2 separate regions of the Sus scrofa genome follow, and region 2 is linked to region 1. The links are chromatin contacts, called in public Hi-C maps. All regions are on one chromosome and are shown on one strand. The core of a region is the stretch at or near the end of the contact, and the rest is flanking DNA. Distances in the headings are between cores, read along the strand shown.

The links. Hi-C and Micro-C count contacts between places; a contact is called where the count stands out from the background.
Region 2: a Hi-C map of liver shows a contact between it and region 1, with 4 times the contacts expected there. The contact joins the promoter of RDH11 here to the promoter of VTI1B in region 1. A contact is called at or near these places in 1 of 5 promoter capture datasets (liver), 7 of 47 Hi-C or Micro-C datasets (fetal heart ventricle, heart right ventricle, liver and 1 more) and 2 of 2 datasets of contacts at active chromatin or transcription factors (alveolar macrophages and skeletal muscle).

Annotation. Positions count from the first base shown.
Region 1 is chr7:91,412,113-91,415,375 of Sscrofa11.1, reverse strand. VTI1B (vesicle transport through interaction with t-SNAREs 1B) reads left to right here and starts at 1,896. Exons shown (of 6, transcript NM_214437.1): 1 at 1,896-2,018. The coding sequence starts at 1,904. RDH11 (retinol dehydrogenase 11) reads left to right here. Exons shown (of 8, transcript XM_005656347.1): 8 at 1-335.
Region 2 is chr7:91,450,834-91,453,923 of Sscrofa11.1, reverse strand. It overlaps RDH11 (retinol dehydrogenase 11), which reads left to right and starts at 1,394. Exons shown (of 8, transcript XM_005656347.1): 1 at 1,394-1,616. The coding sequence starts at 1,549.

The DNA.
Region 1 (3,263 bases), core at 647-3,146:
GCTAGAAATCTACATTTGGAGAACTTTTATCAAAAGGAATGCTGCTGAAGGAAGGCTGAGGAATTGGTAATAGTTCATCCCCTGTTTTGAGTACATACTTCTACTAGAGTTTGTGATTTTCTTGGACTAACATATATTCACTTAGGTGGAGAAAAGAGTGTAGGACCACAGTCTTCTCATATTTGTAAATAATCTTTTGTTGAACTTGTTTTGACCATTAAACTAGACATAGTTATTTTACGGAAAAATTGGGAAACTTTTGATAATAGTGTGGAACTGAATTAATATTTAATGTATATTGAACTGTCAATCACAAATAAAAACTTTTGATTATGTATCATGTTTTTATTTACCAGAATGAAAACTGTCAGCATTAAACAAATTTAATTTGAACCAAAAGAAGAAAATAATTAAAGTTTAATTAGAGTCAAAGGAAGAAAACATTTCATTATTATAGTTATGCAGTCATTTCTCATTCTGAGAATAATTTGTCCCAGAGTCTAGTACAGTACAGTCTCAATTCAAATGCCATTAACTCTGGTTATGCGATAATTTGATTAGTCATTCACCCATTTTCTACTAATCTTTCATGAAGAAAAGATCACTTTTTCCATCCCAGGCTATTTGTTACTTCTTTTTGTACCTGTCCCTTTTATTTATAACACAATGCTATGGGACTTACCACAGTACACTGCCACTGATGACCTCAGACTTTGCTATCTATCTCTATGTTCAATATTAGGAGCTCAACAAAAATTTGTTGAATCAATGATCAATGAATTCGGTCTAATAAAAAACTAGGGTCCAGGAGATAAAAATTACCAAATCATTTACCCCTGGTCAGTCATATATTTTTAACATGTGCGGGCAGTTTTAAGTATTCCAGAATGGGCTCCATAGGCAAACTCATCAGTGAAAATAGGAATTTTCCTCCATTAAATCACGAAAACCCACGAAGTGCAGAAAAAGATCTTGTAATTGTTAACACATTACACTTGAGAGAGAGCTGATAAAAGCCAGGTCTGCCTTCATTATAAATTACCCAAGCGCAGAGAGAAACTTATTCACCAACACTTTCCCAGATCCCACCACAGTGACTACCCTTAAATTGACAAACACCGGCTAAGTGAACGAGTGCACCGCAGCTGCGGCGGCTAGAGGGTGAGTATTTTAGGGGCCACCCTGCCCGAGGGCCACTCCTGAAAGCATATGACTGATCACTTGACTCCCAGTCAAAGTGCTTTACTGCTTGAGAGCAGGCAGGAACCTGACCCAGCTATTTTCCGAAAACTGAAAGCTAACAGTCATAATGTGGACTGAATCAGAGTGGCCAAACATTACCACCAGAGTGAAGACGACGACCACGCGCTACCGATATGTTAGCGTCACGTCCGCGGCCGCGGCGACCACAGGGCCACCGCCCCCAACGATGCGTGACTTCCGAGTAGGGGCGTTTTCCGCGCCGAACTACAGCCCCCAGCATGCACTACAGCCCCTCGACGGAAGGCGGATCCCGAGAGGGAGGGGGCCGTGCCGCCCGGCCTGCGGGTCCCCAAAGTCCCTTCCGCTGTGGCGCTCTCCCCGACGCCGAGCTGGGTATTTCCCGGGTTCCGAGACTGCCGGCTAGCGTCAGATCGCTGCCACCCCCGCAGGAGTCGCCCGGGCAGCGCACGCTGCCAAACTTTCCGTCAGGCTTTGGCGCCTGGCGCGCCGTCAGTGACGCCATGCAGGGGGTGGGCGTTCCGGTTCGGCAGGACCCCGCCGCGGCGCCGGAAGCGCCTCGTCCTGGGAGGTGGTGGCGGCGGTCGCCGTGATGCCTGCGGGGCTGGGCGGCTGACGGTGGCGTAGAAGTGGGCCCCGAGCCCTGAGTCTCGGCGGCCGCTGTTGTAGAGCGGCCTCCGCCATGGCCACCTCCGCCGCCTCCTCGGAGCATTTCGAGAAACTGCACGAGATCTTCCGCGGCCTCCATGAAGACCTACGAGGGGTGCCGGAGCGGCTCCTGGGGATAGCAGGGACAGGTAAGGCGGGGGCGGGCTGAGCCTAGGGGAACCCGGCTCCGCCAGCTCTGCGAGGAAGGGCCCCCACCCTCTTCTCTCGCTTCTCATTCTCAGACACGCCCCCTAAGGTTGGCTGGGTCCAGGCACCCGGGAGCTCCCTACTGCCAGGTGTTCCCTTTTGATCCTATAGCGTTCAGATTTTTCTCGTTTCGTCTTCAGCGTGGCAAGAAGAGTACAGACCTTAAATCTGAGATGCTGTGTTTCAGTAGAATGGGTTTCTTTTGTAGCTTTCTGTATTTTTGTTTTATATATCCAAAACTATTTTCAAAAGAGACCCAGACTGGCAGAAGAGCCGTAGCACAAAAAAAGTTCAGAACCCAAAGGAGTCATAACTCTGGGGGTTGGTAAGTAACCAGTCTTGGAGGGGGGGTTCTTTAAAATCAGGATTGTGATCATTAGGTATGGTCGTCCTCTGAACTCCGCCTAGACTGTTTCTTGCTCCTTGATTTTAAAGTTCGGATTGCTGCAGGTTTTGCTTGGAGGAAATAAAGAGTTCGAATTCACATAGGGAAGTTTGCCATAGTTTTTTGTCCTAAGACAAATAGCTCTCCATGGCAAAGCAGGTAAGATTTTTGTTGTTTTTACTTAAGTGTCAAAGCTTGAGTGTTTGCTCTGTGAGTTCCTCAAGGTCATATGAATTGACACACTGGTGAGAATTATATCTTTGTTTAACATATTTATTGGAGGAGTCTGCTGTGTGCTAGGCACTGTCCTAGATGCTGGTAATATTACAAACTACAGTGAAAACGCTTAAAGTCTCTTCTATAGGTTGATGATAATATAAATATCAAGAGGTGGTGCGGAGTTCCCGTCATGGCTCAGTGGTTAACGAATCCAACTAGGAACCATGGGGTTGCGGGTTCGATCCTTGACCTTGCTCAGTGGGTTGATCTGGCGTTGCTGTAAGGTGTGGTGTAGGTCGCAGACTCGGCTGGGATCCCGCATTGCTGTGGCTCTGGCGTAGGTGAGTGGCTACAGCTCCGATTCAACCCCTAGCCTGGGAACCTCCATATGCTGTGCGAGCAGCCCAAGAAATGGCAAAAAGACAAAAAAAAGAGGTGGTGTTAAAGCAATGTGAGAAAATAAAACAGGGCAAAGAAATAGGGAGGGGGCTCTAGCTTTAACTTGAGTAGCTGTGAAAGGCCTCTTTGAGGAGGTGATTTGAAGTTAAGTTGAGCAGAGATTTGAAGTAAGGGGGTGAACCAT
Region 2 (3,090 bases), core at 145-2,644, 39 kb before region 1:
TGGAAATGCCAGATCCTTAACCCACTGAGCGAGGCCAGGGATCAAACCCACAACCTCATGTATATTAGTTGGGTCATTACACTGAACCACAATGGAAACTCCATGAAAGGCTTTTAATACAGATGTAAAACCCTATTCAAATATTAGGTAACCCAGTAATGAGTGTGTGGCAAAATATGATGATTATTAGATAATCTAATGTTAAATCAGTAGAAATTTGTATTGTGTGAAGGAAACTCCTTTCCAATTGCTATAAAATATATTGCTTCAAATTGAGCTTGGAACATGTGTCTTTCATTCAAATGGAAGTGAATTATGCAGAAGAACCAGAATACATTACTGTGCGCAGTCAGGAGGCACAGAGAATTACTTAAAACATTCCCCACCTTCACCCCCAAGAATCCAGATATAGTCCTCAGATGGCAGAGCGGAAAGGAGTGACTGACCAGGGAACCTACTTGTTCCCAGAGAATTTCCATGGCCTTAATCCAAGACAGGATTAAATACTTTCATGAGTAGGCAAAACCAACTGTGCTAATATGAGAAATTCATTACTACCCTGGGATTTAATATAACTAAATCATCAAGAAAACTGTATTCTGGAGTTCCCGTCGTGGCTCAGCAGTTAACGAACAGGACTAGATCCATGAGGACACGGGCTCGATCCCTGGCTTTGCTCAGTGGGTTACGGATCTGTCATTGCCATGAGCTGTGGTGTAGGTGCTAGACACGGCTCGGATCCCACGGTTGCTGTGGCTGTGGCGTAGGCCACAAGCTACAGCTCGGATTCAACCTGTAAACTCCTAGCCTGGGAATCTCCATATGCCACTGGTGTGGCCCTAAAAAGACAAAACAAACAATCCCCTCCCCCCAAAAAAACTATTCTATCATCAATTAACACTCAAACAGCAGGAAAATTATATTATACTTTGTATTTCATTATATATATTTATTTCACTATAATTCCAAAAAGACACAATAAAGCGATTCTCCTGGTAATATATTTAGGGACCAGTAGCTTCTGCTCCTTCGGGTGAAGGAATCCCTAAGGAGGAAAGATTTTGCACTCCCCCTCCCCGCCAACTGTCAGGCTCCAATCTCTCCACTCCTGTGTAATCAGCCTTAGAACATTTCCCTGACGCCAATATTTGACCTCCAGGAGAAGCAACGCGGCAACTACCCAACCATAACTGGGGAAACCTGAACCAGGGTCTGGACTTGGGTACCAGAAGAGAGGGAACGGGAAAGATTTCACCGTGGGGAGAGAGGCTGTGGGAGAGCTGTTTTGATGATTCCAAAGGCCCTAGATCCTAGCTGGTTGGGGATTTGTTGCGTAACTGATGGAAGATTCAGCTTCTCTCCGTGTCTGGGAACGGCCTGCTCTCTGCCTTTTTGCCCTAAACCGGGCTTTGGACTACATTTCCCAGATGGCTTTGCTTCCCGGCCTGTGCTACTTTATCAGGGCGTGTCTTGGAAGAGAAGCCCAATCCCCTAGCTACGCTGGGACCTCTCGCTGCGCTTCAGCAGCCGCAGCTGCCTCTAGGCAAGATGATTGGGGTCCTGCTCCTGCTCCTTCTTCTCCCTTTGCTCCTGTACATCGCTGTACCCCAAATCAGGTCTGTGCAATTGTATTCCCTTCTCTTGCGGAGTCTTTGGTGGTGTGTTGGGGGGAAACCTTCATTCTCATCGAAGCTCTGGTCTTCAAAAGTAGGAAGGGAAAACTCCCTGCGGGGCTCCAAGTAGGGGAGTTCGATTGGTCGGAGGCGATCCTGCTGCCCTGGATGCGGGAGGGCGAGATCGGAGACCCCAGGCGGTGGGAAGAGGCTGCAGTCCACAGAACCTTGCTTTGTTTCTCCTGACCCCCTTTTTCGTCTAAGCCGCCCTCGTTTCCGGCTCCAGGGAACCGCGAGGGCAAGGCTACCTCAGACACTTAAATTTACAGCTCTGGGGCTTTCAGACTATGAAGTGGGATGTAGCCCTCAAGATTGTTTTTCCCTTAGCTCCCGCACCTTGAACCTGCCCTGTTTAGCTTCTTCCTTCCAGCCTTTGAAGTACAATGGGGCGATTCGACTTTTTGCTCTCTAAAACTGCCCCTCGATGGGAGTCGTGACAACTGCAGCCTCATTGCTTGATCCTGTTGCTGTTAGATTCGCTTTTTCTCTGGGCAGGTGTAAGAGAAACAAAGGGTTTCATTATTCTACCCTGCGTTCGCAGCGGGAGCACGGGGAGGAGGGGAAGGGGCAGGGTCCAAGTCCTGCCCCGGGGTTTAGGGCTGGGGAGGAGAGGATTGAGGGTCTTGGTCTCTTAACTAGGTGGTACATCAGCCAATGGCTGGCTGAGAGCCCCAGAGGGTGGCAGGAAGCTGCACAACAGGCAGCCTGACGATTGGTTCTGAGTAAGTCACCAGTAGTGACGGCAGACCAGTGACTGAAGAGACACACTCTTTCCCTTGGTGGAGATGGGAGTGGGGGTGGGGGGACTTGTTAACTGAATGGAACTGGAAGGCCCGCTAGATCACTCTACCGTTTCTTAATACCTCCACCTCTTCTCTCCTCCTTCCCCACCTTTCTCGAGCCCCTCTTGCAGTTGTACTTTTCCTTCCCTCTGAACACGCAGTGCTCCCACCTCTTAGACACACACGGGTGCAGGTACTGGGATGAAAAGGCTGCCTTTTATCTCTTTGCATCACAAAGTCCTCTTAGCCACTTAGAATCTCAGTGAAAAGTTGCACCAGAACTAAAAGCAGTGCTCATCTCTTAAAGAGATTTTTCTAAGGAAAGTTATACTCAAAGGGTTGTGATCCCAGCCCCCTAGCTAGGTCATAGGGACTAGACCAGTGCTGGACTTTCATGGACTTTTATGGTTGGTTGTTTCTTTCCTTTCTGCTGGTTAGAAGGGAGAGCTAGGTCTCTACCTGGGTCCTGATATGTTGTGGCTCCTGGAGCTAAAGCTGAAAGGGATGTGGGAAACTGAGCAGCAGGGCTTGTCCTGAGGGGGAGGATATATATCCCTTGGTAAGCACCGTGAGTTAGTTTACTTCCTTATTGACCTGTTTCTTCTAAGCAGGAACTTTGGTGGCTAGAAGTGTGT